Regions from separate parts of the Bombyx mori genome. Here region 2 is linked to region 1. The links are chromatin contacts, called in public Hi-C maps. All regions are on one chromosome and are shown on one strand. The core of a region is the stretch at or near the end of the contact, and the rest is flanking DNA. Distances in the headings are between cores, read along the strand shown. Region 1 overlaps LOC101735722 (segmentation protein cap'n'collar). Region 2 overlaps LOC101735722 (segmentation protein cap'n'collar).

Evidence for each region. A called contact is a pair of places that touch in the nucleus more often than the background predicts.
Region 2: a contact with region 1 is called in a Hi-C map of midgut, with 1.8 times the contacts expected there. The contact joins two enhancer-like sites. A contact is called at or near these places in 3 of 7 Hi-C or Micro-C datasets (midgut and whole pupa).

The regions. Positions count from the first base shown.
Region 1 is chr11:1,722,029-1,729,468 of ASM3026992v2, reverse strand. The region is part of intron 5 of LOC101735722 (segmentation protein cap'n'collar); the gene reads right to left. Mir3356 (microRNA mir-3356) reads left to right here; the gene lies at 1-19. Among protein-coding and RNA genes, the nearest start is that of Mir3356, 3.8 kb to the left of the region's middle. Within about 2 kb of position 2,863, at least 2 of the 8 cell types and tissues checked have open chromatin away from gene starts, as enhancers often do.
Region 2 is chr11:1,760,820-1,767,599 of ASM3026992v2, reverse strand. The region is part of intron 7 of LOC101735722 (segmentation protein cap'n'collar); the gene reads right to left. Among protein-coding and RNA genes, the nearest start is that of Mir3356, 35 kb to the right of the region's middle. Within about 2 kb of position 2,084, at least 2 of the 8 cell types and tissues checked have open chromatin away from gene starts, as enhancers often do.

The DNA.
Region 1 (7,440 bases), core at 1,614-4,113:
TGAAGAAAGAAAGGACGGCTTAGGAGAGCCATTTAAAGTTTAAAATTTGGATAAAAAATAATTACCAAAAACACTTCTTCAGCTATTTGAATGGAGTAAACTTAATTTTGTTTTTGATTGCTTTGATAGGTGAACGAGCCCACGGCCCACCTGATGTTAAGTGTTTACCGGAGCCCATAGACATCTACAACGTAAATGCGCCACCCATCTTGAGATATGGGTTCTAAGGTCTCAGTATAGTTAAAACGGCTGACCCACTCTTTGAACCGAAACGCATTACTGCTTCACGGCAGAAATAGGCGGAAATAATAAATAGATATAGGAATTGTAATTCTAATTTTAGAAAGAAAAAAACATACATTTTGTATTTCTGTATTTTTTTTAATTGACAACACCAAATTTTCAACATTAGTCACTAAGCAAAACAATAGAGCTTTGTAGATAGTTTAAAAATGAAACAATTATCGCTAATACAGCAAAATTTCATTTTTTGTTTTCTTTATCATGTCGATACCGGTCAGGATATTAAAGCGTCTAGATAATGTTTATGGGTTCAGTAATCTATCAGTAACCACTTAACACCAGGCGAACTGTGAGCTCATCCACCCATCTAACCAATAAAAAAAATATTCGAGAAAACGTAATGAATAAAATGTATACAAAATTTTGGAGCTATGGTAACACCTACCATGGTCATAAAATATTTTTAAAATCGTGCCTATCTCTACCTTTTGTTGCTTCTAGATTCCCTGACCGCTTCGACCTTCAAGCAGACTTATGGGTTCCTAGCGATTCTAACGTCGAACCCTGAACGCTATATACGAGTCGAAACTTAGAACCAGTTCCCATTAATTTCCATCGGCCTTCTCAAAGTCGAAAACGGCTCGAAAGCTAAACGCGACACTTACGACCTTACGCAACCGAAGCGTCGTCTATCGATTCGAAAGGGAGCCGACCAATCGCGTGTCGAGTTAGCACAAGATGGCCGCCAGGGGTAGGTCACCCCGGTCGAAAGAAACCAATTTATTACCGGGCCCGGTACCGTCAGACATTAATCTTTTTCTGGGTAGGCTTTTATTAATGGTCTCATTGTTCATCGATGTTTTATTTTAATGAAATTCTTTGCTTCGGCGGTTTTTATTTCGCGCGCGTTTTCCCTTCACCCGTACCTACCTAGGCGCCATCTTGATTATTGCAATCAAAAAGTTTCTAGACGATTTTGAAATTGGAATTTTCTGACGGGTCCAATTCGGGTTTTTTTTCTTTTTCTTTTCTCAACGGAATTATGTGTCGGCTCGTCTGAAGTAATTATGGATTCGGTTTTTTTTTTTAAAGCGCCCCTATTAGCTGTCCCTATATCTATTTATATATAGCAGTGGTCCCTCAGCAGTCCAAATTCGACTATAATTAATTGAAATTATAAGTTTGAACATTAATATGATTCTATTGTCGAAGACTATACTTCTATAATCACAGATTGCGCCAAAACTACACTATAGACAAATAATATTAGAGACAAACAATATTAATTTATTCTCAATTCGACCACAGACTTTTACAAAAAACAACAGAGTATATTTGCGTGTTTGTGTTAAATACATGGTAGTGTGTGTAATGTTTTATTTATTGATTTATTGTATTTTTGATGCATAATTAAAAAAAAAATCACTCTCCACTCCTTCTCTATATTCTCTATAAGTGTGGGAAATTCCATACCTACTCCTCCGTCTGCTCGATTTCGTAAAAAGGGGTACAAAGTTTTTGCTTCACGTATTTAATATATAGATAATGGAACCTTTCAAAGTAATCTTCAGTGACTTGGAGACATCGTTTTAACTTGAGAATTCACAGGCGCATAAAGCACTGATGACGTCACAATAAGCTTATTGCTTTGCTCTGATTATCACGGTCTATTTAAAAGAACCTGAATCAAAAGCGGTCTTAAGTTCGACTTGATATTGTAGCGTGAGCATTTGTTAGCGAACGAGATCACTTTGCGTGTACCTAAGAACGACCCACTGAGTTTCGCGCCGGATCTTCTCAGCGGGTCGCGATTCCGATCCGGGGGTAGATTCTGCGAAGCACTGCTCTTGCTAGGGCCAGTGTTAGCAACTCCCGCCTTGAACCCCGTGAGCTCACCTACTAGCTCACCGAATCTAGATAGCCCCTCGAGGTTACTAGAATAGGCACGAAAGAAAAAACGGGTAGGTACCACCACCCTGCCCATTTCTGCCGTGAGGCAGTAATGCGTTTCGGTTTGAAGGGTGGGGCAGGCGTTGTAGCTATACTGAGACCTTAGAACTCATGTCTCGAAGTACGTAGCGGCATTTATGTTGTAGATGTCTATGTGACCAACTAACATCAGGTAGGCCGTGAATTCGTCCACTCAGCTAAACAATAAAAAAACCATATATGACGTCATATGTGGCCAATCGTTGCGTATTAGCGTGTGACCTTAGTTTACCTCGTAGCCTCAAATGACGTCACACGCGATGCCTACGTACACCCGTGTTTCGTAGTCAGCGCGACAATTCTACCGAGACCCGCACCGTTGGCTGTTTCTTTTAAAATTTTCATTACAACGTCCCATCGATACCAGGTCCACACGCTGGTTACTGTTCTCCGGCATTCCGATTCCGTCAAGTCACGATATCGGCTTCCTTTGATTCTGTTGCGTTTTAATGATCCCTAAATTCGAAGGATGGGCCGACTGTCACAGAGAAACAGACCTCACTTCGCAGCGATAAGACTGATAATTGAAGATCAACCGAAATAGTTCGATTAATGGAATATGTAGTGCAGTTCTGTGAGGGTCACAATGCGTTGCCAAGGCACATTCCACGTGCCCCAACCGGTGCTCGAGTTAGGTCCGCTTCTTCCGTGAGTCCTTGACTTAGCCCGTGCCCCTCTGCTGCTGACCACTCACGGCCATGCATTTATCACGCGGACGCGGACCTACCCGCTGGTCAGATTTATTTATTTACTAGCGACCCGCCCTCGCTTCGCTTCGGAAATATTAAATTTTATTATTGATAGTTGAGTCCCGCGATGTTACCCGCGGTTTTTGTCGAACCGCGGCTGACGCCGCGGGGCGAAGCTACTCTAAAAAAAGTAGCCTTAGTTACTCCTTATATCATCAGCTACCTGATGAAAGTCCCGTCAAAATCGGTCTAGCCGTTCCAGAGATTAGCCGGAACAAACAGACAGACAGACAAAAATTGTAAAAAATGTTTGGTATATGTACCGTATATATATTCATATGCATGTAGTAAAAAGCGGTTATTTCAATATTACAAACAGACACTCCAATTTTATTTATATGTATAGATTTATTTATTTGGGAAACAAACAGTACAGTACAAACATATAATATTTAAAAAAAATAGCTAAACCAATAACCGAATTGGATGCTAACATAGTAAATTAGCGATCCTGTCCTGTTTACCGCCAATATTTTAGAAAGGAGAAGGTGGATTGATGTACCAGCCTGGAGGGGTCATTCAGGCTTGACCAGTAGGTGAGCTCCCGGGGCCCAGTCAGATCTGATAAAGATGCTGATCCGCCTGCCTATAGAGACCGCCGAGGACAGGAAGAAGTGGAGGAGCACAGTGCGTAGTGCAACACTTCAAGTTAGACACGACCTTCAAAAATGAAGGGATCCACTAAGATGTTTCGTAAGGACTTATTTTTAATTGTCCTTTATGACGACGCTTGCAGCTGAAAGTAAGTATTGTACTTTTTGACGAAGCATGTTGCTGATAGCTCTATTTCTGTAATCTGACGAAGCGTGTTGCGGATAATAACATGTACTGTTAGGTTAGGAATATTATGTTCTTTTTTTTATAATAAATTTAATAGAAACTAAATAAAACATTTACGAGGTACTGTTGAATGATGACGTTACTGTACAAATACACTCTAGTGCAGCAAAAGAATTTGATTTTACTTTCGTTAACTTAAACAGCCAGAGATTGGATAGTGGAAGATGTATATTAAGGTAGTAATGGTTTAAAGATTGATTAATAAAAAATTGTGCATTGTCCTTATAGACAGACTTTTTTCCTGTATCTGTATTTGCTAGTAGCCTAAGAGGTTATTCCAGCTACGTGCCGGTAGGTGAGCTCACGGGCTCAACCTGAGGGAATTTGTTAACACTAGCCCTAGCTAGGGCAGTGCAGAATCTACCACAGGCTCGCAATCGCGACCCATTGAGAAGATCCGGCGAGAAACTCAGTGGGCAGTGTCTGAGGGTTAATTTACTCGTCGAGCCCTTCGTCGCAAGCGACGGGTTCGACGGGAACGATGACCGCTGCTTGTGGTACCTAAAAGCACCGTTAATGGATCGGGAGGATCCGTGATGACGTGAAATCGTGATATTTGTCGTCTTCCGGTCCTGATGAAGAATAGCATATGCAACTCAGAGTAAGACGTCGTCTCAAACCCAAACTCAAACAGCCCAAAGAAAAATCATCAAATTGTCAAGAAGAAACAAAAAATATACATTTTTTTTTCTTTTATTCTGTTTAATTCGTTCGCATTATCCTTTCCACGAACGAAAAAGGAAGAAAGCAGCAATACAAATACACGATTTATGAATAATAAACTAAAAATGCAGCCGGATGACTCTTTGATAGGTAGGACAGCGGCTCTCAAACTTTTTTATAATAACATAACAAAAAAATGTTAAGCATATTTACGTCGAAAATATGAGAACAAACGTGCGTTTGTTTACTTTTTTTATTGGTGTTGAATTGGCATGCGGCACAGCGACGGCGAGTCGCGGTATAAAATAGCCCCCACCTCCCTCTCTTTCCGTTCCCCTCGTGAAAAGCGACTTAGCTCACAAGGCTAGTCTCACATAACACGATTTGGCACAACCTGCGACTTTGTAAGTGTAGGTTGGTTACTGGTGGTAGGACCTCTTGTGAGTCCGCGCGGGTAGGTACCACCGCCCTGCCTATTTCTCCCGTGAAGCAGTAATGCGTTTCGGTTTGAAGGGTGGGGCAGCTGTTGTAAATATACCGAGACCTTAGAACTTATATCTCAAGGTGGGTGACGGCATTTACGTTGTTGATGTCTATGGGCTCCGGCGGGCCGTGAGCAGGTCCACCCACCAATAAGAAGAAGAAAAAAGAACGTATCTACCGTGTTTATAGGAGGGCTACCTATGCACCAGTCGTCTCAGACCACTATTCCATATTATGCGTAAGTATTTTTAAAATTTGAGAACCACTGACCTCTCCTGCTACAATATCGAGAGCGTTAGCTGCCCATGAAAAGATTTTAATACAACAATAAGAGTTATTAATGATCATATTTCCCCAACGGAATTGAGACGTTCAGTGGAATGCATTAATCATAAATTTTGTGACAATGTACCTATCCGAAATGTACAATGCACTATATATATGTATATATATATATATATATATATAACGTATGGACCATTTGTCTGTGTCTAACAATGATGTTATGTAAAACTTAGGTTTATATCAACGGAGATATAATGGTTCCGAATCAGACAGCTGTCACCATCTCGACGGTAAGCCGTCCTTTCTTTCTACAAAACGGAACCCACCGGTGAAGGCTTAAACATTAAAATTTTGCGGGTTTGATTTTACGCTAATTACAATTTTGCGGGTTCGATTTTAGAAGAAAAAAAAACAATATTTTTTTCGAATTAAAATTATGTTATGTAGAACTTAGGTTTGTATCAGTGGAGATGTAATGGTTCCGTATCAGACAGATGTCACCGTCACGACGGTAAGCCGTCCATTCTTTCTTCAAAACGGAACCCACCGCTGAAAGCTTAAAACATTAAAATCCCTAACATGAGTGATCACGTAAATTACAATATTTGCGGGTTTGTTTTTACGTTAATTACAATTTTTGTGGGTTCGATTATAGAAGTAAAAAAAACAATAATTTTTATATTTCGAATTAATTTTTTTGTACTTACATATCGAGGGGTGAAATTTTGGTTTAACGACATTTATCGTTGTACTTGTGTATTTAAAGGGTTATTTTATTTGGCATCAGCATCAACAGTTCGATGTTTTTAATTGATCTTCAATTAAGTTTAATCCATTCGTATAGTTGAAGAAATGTATTTTGTTACGATATTTTTTTCAAATTTTTCAAACTAGCTGTCCTGTAAAGTGGCAAAAATGTCGCTTAAACCAAATAGCTTTTCACCCCTCGATATAACAAATGTGAAAATGTGATTTTGTGTGTTTGTTTGTGTGTTTGCTTGAACTTCTACGGCGTCGCAACGGCTCGGCATGATTTATTTTAAAACTGATATAGAATTAGGTCAGTAGAGTGATATTGGCTAACTTTTATCCCGAAAAAAAAAAACTTCTCTTTCTCACAGCAAACTACACTGACATTTTATTTGATAACGTGGGCGAAGCCGAGTGTCACAGCTAGTAATTCATGGTTTAAGTTTTAATTAAAACTATATAAATTACATTAGTATGTAAGTATATTGGTATATAAACCAAACTATAGTGATTTCATGTTACATATAAACGGCATAAATCTATTTATTGTATTTATGTATTTTCTATAATAATGTATTATTAATAGTACACGGCAAAATACCGTTTTTTTTATTTTTTATTGCCGTATAGGCAGACGAGCATACGGCCCACCTGATGGTGAGTGGTTACCGTCGCTCATGGACGTCAGCAATGCCAGGGGCAGAGCCAAGCCGCTGCCTAGAATATATATAATACCTGCTGTATCATTATATTTTCTAGAATTTCTGTAAATCAAACGGTTGTCTGGAAGCACGGAATAGATAAATAAGGTTAAATAACCTTATTTATCTATTCCGTGTCTGGAAGAGATCGCTTTTACCGATAATACCGCCTATTGTACAAATGTATTTTTTTTAATTTTTTTTATTGCTTATATGGGTGGACGAGCTCACAGCCCACCTGGTGTTAAGTGGTTACTGGAGCCCATAGATATCCACAACGTAAATGCGCCACCCACCTTGAGATATAAGTTCTAAGGTCTCAAGTATAGTTACAACGGCTGCCCCACCCTTCAAACCGAAACGCATTACTGCTTCACGGCAGAAATAGGCAGGGTGGTGGCACCCAACCGCGCGGACTCACAAGAGGTCCCACCACCATTAAGTATTTGCTTGTTGACTGTTTTCTAATGTTAATTGTGTTTTGATTTGCAATAAAGTAAATATATTCTCTATCTCTCTCTCTCTCTCTAAAATATAATAAAAGCTGCTTATTCGCTTGGTTATATGTTCCGTAAATACGCCGCGAATACAGAAACACGTGAATGTGGAATGGTCATTTACATATATGGGATTATAGGCGATACGTTCCGTACGTGACAATATAAAAACATACTTCAGAAACAGTTGTAATAAGGTCTATTTTACTTTGTTATTAATTCATTTGACGACGCGTTGAC
Region 2 (6,780 bases), core at 835-3,334, 39 kb before region 1:
ATTCATGGGTTAGGTTGCACGGCGAACTCTTTGTCGAGTTCGACGAGTACGGTTACCGAGGTCCCTAAGCCTGCTCCTAGTGTTAGAGCTGAAGGCGTCTAATGCAAAGGTTATTGGATCTGATGGATCCGTAAGAACGTGTCTAGGGCGTCGACGGTGACTGGCTCCTGCGTGATCAGGATTCGGGGAGTAGTCAGCGGCGGCAACGATAAGGCGATTATCATGACGCATAGCCTTATCGAAGTACCGTTCCGACGCTGACTTCATGTATTTCTGAATAGATTCGAGGCCCAGGTCGTCGTGTAGGTCAACGTTCCTCACGAACCACGGAGCTCCGACGGCTAACCTGCAAAAGCGGGATTGTAGAGATTGAAGGGTGTCTATGTTTGTGCGGGCCGCGTGAGCGAACACCACACTCGCGTAAGTCATGACGGGGCACTCCTTCTCTATATTCTATATAAGTGTGGGAAAATTCGTACTCCTCCGTCCGCGCGATTTTCGTAAAAAGGGAGTACAAAGGTTCTGCTTCACGTATTAATATATAAGATATAGATTAGTTTTCGAAAGATTCAGCATTTAACACAAGTTTGGCTGTGGGTCTGCTGCTGGCTTAGTTTAAGACGTAAAAATTGGATCAGAGCTGTAATACCGAAGGATAAAAGGGTATTTAGTATAAGCGACATTTCGCCCAACACGCGAAATTTATCTTTGTAATTAAAGGTCCGTTTTATTTAGTATCAGCATCAACAGTTCGATGTTTTTGATTGACTTCAATTAAGTTTACCCCATTCAAATAGCTGAAGAAGTGTTTTTTTTATGATATTTTTTAATAAATTCGTCATTCTCCTGCCCTTCTCCCAATCAGCACTCCTCTATCATATACCATTTCTTCGCTCACTCCCCTCATACACATATTATTATCGTCTTTCACGCAATCCACCCATTTCTTCTTAGGTCTACCTCTTCCTCTATATCCTTCCACATTCATAGTTAACACTCTCTTACCTCAACCTCATTTTCATTTCGTCTCATCACATATCCATACCATCACATTTTTTACCAAATTATAAACATTAAATGGTTCTCCTGTAAAGTAACAAAAATGTCGGTAAAACAAAATAGCCTTACACTCCCATGATAATATAGTCTTTGATCTTCGCAAGTAGTAATAAAAATTGAGATTACTACGTTCTCCACCAGGACAACCTTAGCTTTTCAACTTTACATTATCTATTGCTAAGATGTACGGACTGGTTCACGATCCGCCTAGTGTGAAGTGGTCACCGGAGCCCATAGACATCTACAACGTTAATGCCGTCGCCTACCTTGAAATAATAGTTCTAAGGTCTCAATTTTTACAGTACAAAGGCCTCCCCATCAAACCGAAACGCATTACTGCTTCGCGGCAGAAATAGCTAAAACAGTGTTACCTACCCTCGCGGACTCACAATACCACAAGTAGAACTGTAAAGGATTCGCAACGAGACATCAAACCGTATGTTTAGTTTCTGGTCTCCCTCTCTCACTCTCTCTCTCTCTCTCTCTCTGTCTGCCTTAAATCGAGACAGCCGCCGTGATCCTCGAGCACTTGACAAATGGTCCGTTGACAGTAGCTTGACAGGTACGTAGGTAACATTTTTTTTTCACTCGCCCGCCGAGCAAAGGGCCGTGTTTATATTGTCCCTCTAATTCTCTTGTAGACACTTTGGGTTAACCGCTAATGCGAGTTTTAGTGGATCTCGTCAGTCTTTCGAAAAAAAAAAAAAAAAAAGCGTATACAGTTTTTCGTCCCAATTAATCCGCTGCTCAACTGCTGTAGATAAGTATGTTATTGCGTTTTAAAGGCAAACATCCGCTTAAATACACGACCTAGTATTTTGAGGTCCATGGGCACTGGTAGGCGATTACCAATAAACGACCCGAAATCTCGTCGAGCCTTCGCGATTACTAAATATTTCAATTGGTTTAGCGTAAATTTACAAAAAAATAAATTATGTCACTTCTAAAAACCAGCAACACTGTGGCATCGTTTCGACGTGTCTTTGACAAATGACTTGTAAACAGGTGGGGACCACCTGCGTGACGTACGGACTGACAAATCGTTTTATTAGTGGATAGACGAAAAAAAAATTTTGAGGTTTGAGGCTAAACTGTTGCGACAGCTGCACAGAACACGAGGGCCTTACAGCATTATCTTCGGTAATGGCGTCATTTCAGATCCTCCCGATCCACTAACACCGGTCATCGTTCTCGTCGTACCCTCCGACACAACCCGCTGAGTTTCTCGCCGGATCTTCTCAGTGGGTCGCGATTGCGCTCCGGTGTTAGATTCAGCGAAGCACTGGTCTTGCTAGGACCAGCATTAGAGCAGCATACCTCAGGCTGAGCCGCGTGAGCTCTCCTACTTGTCAGGTGACAGGTTGACCAGTCTTTTGTTGCTTAGGTTTGTGGACGATCTCAGCCCACCTGGTGTAAAGTGGTTACTGGAGCCCATAGACATCTACAACGTAAATACCGCCACCCACCTTGAGAAATGAGGTCTAAGGCCTCAGTATAGTTAGTTCCGATTCTCGTTCTCGGCTTAGAACATTTAGAAGTTCCGTAATTAGAGTAATTTGTGCTTATTATCTGGGTCGCATACTTCAAAATCTTCGCCACGTTGCTCTGCTATTTCAACGAGAACCATGACCGGTGCTTGGAGACCCTAAAAGCACCGAAAGTGGATCGAATAGATCCGATACGACATATTTTTTGGGACTTGGGTTACCCCCTCTATATTTCAACCCAGGTCCTCCCAATGCTAAGTGTAGATAGCTTCAGATCCCATTCGTCTTATCCCCTCGCCTGGTTCCAATATATCGAGTGGTCAAAGGCTAAGCGACATTTTTGCAACTTTACAGGAGAGCAAAGTTTAAAATTTGGAAAAATATCATTAAAAAAAGAAAACTTCTTCAGCTATTCGAATGAGGTAAACTTAATTGAAGTTCAATTAGAAACAACGAACCGTTGATGCTGATACCGAATAAAACGGATCTTTAATTGCAAAGATAAATGTCGCGTGATTCTTGTCCACCTAATGGTTGTCTGGAAGAGATCGCTCTTAACGATAAGACCGCCAATTGTACTTTTTTGTGTTTAATGTATCGCACTGTTTATTTGTTTTTTGGTGTACAATAAAGAATACTCTCTCTCTCTCTCGCGTGTTAAGCGAAATTTCGCTTATACTAAATAGCTTTTCACTCTACGATATAGCCAGACACAGCTTTGTTATAAACATACGTACTAAACGAATGAATTCTTATTAAAAATACTCCAATCGTTACGATTTAATGACCATAATTACCATATTATTCTTTAGGTAAATGCGTTCTTGTGACGCGAAAATGGTAGGTACACTAAGGTAATTATTATAATTGTAGACGACACTTAAGTCAAAGCATATGGAAAAATACGTTAAGATTCGAAAAATTACACGTCCGTGTGTTTTTTTATTAATTTACTACTAGCTTTTGCCCGCGACTTCATCCGTGTGGAAGTTAGTTTGGGATAAAGCTAAGTTTTACCCGCAACTTCATTTACATAGAAGGAACTAAATAATTTTAATGAATAACGTGTTTATTTGGACAGATTAATATAATTGGATGGATTAATATCCTCTTTATAAAAACAGCTTCACAAATAAGCTTTATTTAGAAAAAAATTGGTTAGCATAAAAAAGATTAATAGTGAGCCAACCTTAAAATATCAAAATTTGCTGTCGTGGACTTTTTTTAGAACTTTTAAAGGGGAACAATTCCGTCATACATTATTTTAGCGAAACTTTAAGCATTTCCACAGCGCACGCAGCGGAAGCTCTCAAAAGGAAAAAAACTCCGATTTTGAAACAATTTTTATTGGTGCTCCGCTTGTATTGGTCTTGCCGTGATCTTATATAGCCTATAGATTTCCTCGGTAAATGCGCTATCTAACACTGAAAGAATTTTTCGGATCAATCAGACCAGTAGTTCCTGTGATTAGCGCGTTCAACCAAACAAACAAACAAACTCTTTAGCTTTATAATATGAATATAGATTTTTATTGCCCTTATCGGCAGACTATCATACGGCCCACCCGATGGTGTGTGGTTACCGTCGCCCATGGACTTTAGACAATGCCAGGGGCAGAACCAAGCCGCCGCCTACAGTTAAATACTGTCCACACGCCTCGTTTGAAGAAGGACATGTCATAGTTGACAGTAAACAACTAAAAAAAACGTATTAACACGAATGAACCTACCGCTGCCGCCATCTGTTATTTAAGGGCTATTACTAAATATAAACCAGGTTCGCTTTGTTGGATTATCCTTCTTTTTTTTTTCGTCTTCCGTTTATTGTTACTAACTATTACCTAGATATTGTACTTATAATATGTACAAAAATGCGCTTAGCTAAAAACACTAAAGATTTTGCAGGTATTGAAAATCTAAATTTTACCGAAAATGTTTATTACAACATCGTGTAATAAAAATCAAACCCGCAAAAATTATAATTTGCGTAATTACTGATGGTAGAACGTTTTGTGAGTCCGCACGGGTAGGCACCACCGCCCTGCCTATTTCTGCCGTGAAGCAGTAACGCGTTTTGGCATGAAGGGCGGCGCAGCCGTTGTAACTATACTGAGAACTCAGATCTCAAGGTGGGTTCTGTGTGGCATTTACATTGTAGATGTCTATGAGCATGGTAAACAATTAATATCAGGTGGGCCGTGAGCTCGTCCAACCATCTAAATACACTTAAAATTTTTTTAAGAAAGAAAGATTTTGTAAGTTTTCAGAAACCACAAATTGATAAAATTTAATCAATTTGTCTGTAACAAATAAATATTTGTATGATTTATTATTTTTTAACATTCTGTGTTTAATATATAAGTTTAGGGGCATCGGCTACAAGATGTCGCTAGTTTCCATATAAAAAAAATTTTTTGTCTTAAAGTATCGCAGTTTGAGGGCCCTGGCCTTATTTGAAGAAGGATATTGTTATAGCGCTCCGAAAACACTGGAGGGTAGTTTCTAGCCAAAGACCTCTTCGTCTTGAGGTCGCATTTTGACGTTAACACGACCTCAATGCGTTCATTTATTCGAACACACATCTCGAACCGTTCTCATCAATGTTAATGCTAAATCCTGCAAATCATTCCGTCCACATTGACAGGATAAAAGCCGATATCGATTCTGATGTATCGATACGAGAACGATTGCGATTTTCATAATCGATATTTCGAATCGACAGCCGGACAGCAAAGGGCGTGGGCTTGAATTATAAAAGGATACGAACGCGCTTAGTCACGATCCTTCGAGAATATTCCACTTTGCGATTCGTGAAAGGGCTTTTAAAATGGCGTATGATTATAAAGTCCTTTTTTTTAGAATTCTAATTATGTGTTAGCCTAATGGATGAGACGACCGGTGTGCTTGAGGGAAGCGACCGTGCCAGGGTTCGAATTCCGCAGACAGGTACCAAAATTGTCATCGTGGAACGAATTACATCATGTACCCGCAAAAATAGTAATATGCGTGGTTATAATTCTGTACAATTCAGACCTCAAGTCTTGAGGTCGATGACGGCGTTCTTGTTGTTGTCTATGGGCTCTACCAACCACTTAACATTAAGCGGGTCGTGAGTTCTTTTATTCGACTATGCAATGTAAATGCGCCTTCGCGGTAAGGCTGACAGATGTCATTGATATTATTTTGTAGAGATATAGATGTATGGAGGATAGTTTACGACAGGAAATTCATGTGACGTAATGAAAAATAAAATGTTATTAATACACTGGTGGTAATTAATATACTGGTGGTAGGACCCCTTGTAAGTCCGCTCCGGTAGGTACCACCACCCCACCTATTTCTGCCGTGAAGCAGTAATGTGTTTCGGTTTGAAGGGTGGGGCAGCCGTTGTAACTATACTGAGACCTTAGAACTTATCTCAAGGTGGGTGGCGCATTTACGTTATAGATGTCTATGGGCTCCAGTAACCACTTAACACCAGGTGGGCTGTGAGCTCGTCCACACATGTAAGCAATAAAAAAAAACATATTATTAAAAAACAGTCGCTTAAAGACTGTATATCGAAGAGCGAAATGCTATTCAGTTTTTCAGTGTCAAGCGACATTTCGCTTAACACGCAACATTTATCTTTGTAATTAAAGGTCCGTTTTATTCGGTATCAGCATCAACAGTTCGATGTTTTTAATTGAACTTCAATCACCTATACTCCATTCGAATAGCTGAGGTTTTTTTCCAAATTTCCAAATTTTAAACTTTAAAAAGTAAAGTTTCTTGTAAAGTAGCAAAAATGTCGCTGAAGCCAAATAAAATTTCACTCTTCGTCGCCACGTCATCAATCGATTTTACGTGAAACTATACGTATATATATATATTATAACTAACGTGTTTCACATCAAAAGAACCATAATATTGTGGTAAGGACCTGATTGCTGACTGAAGGCGGATGAGAGGCGATTGCATTCAGCAGAGATGCGAATGTTGCGATGTATGTGTGGATTAACGAGAATGGATAGAATACGGAATGAATATGTTAGAGGAAATCTGAAGGTGGCACCTGTGACTGAGAAGCTGAGAAATGCGCGTTTGGGATGGTATGGACATGTGATGAGACGAAATGAAAATGAGGTTGGTAAGAAAATAGTAACTATGAATGTGGAAGGATATAGAGGAAGAGGTAGACCTAAGGAGAAACAGATGGATTGCGTGGAAGTCGATATGTGTAAGAGGGGAGTGAG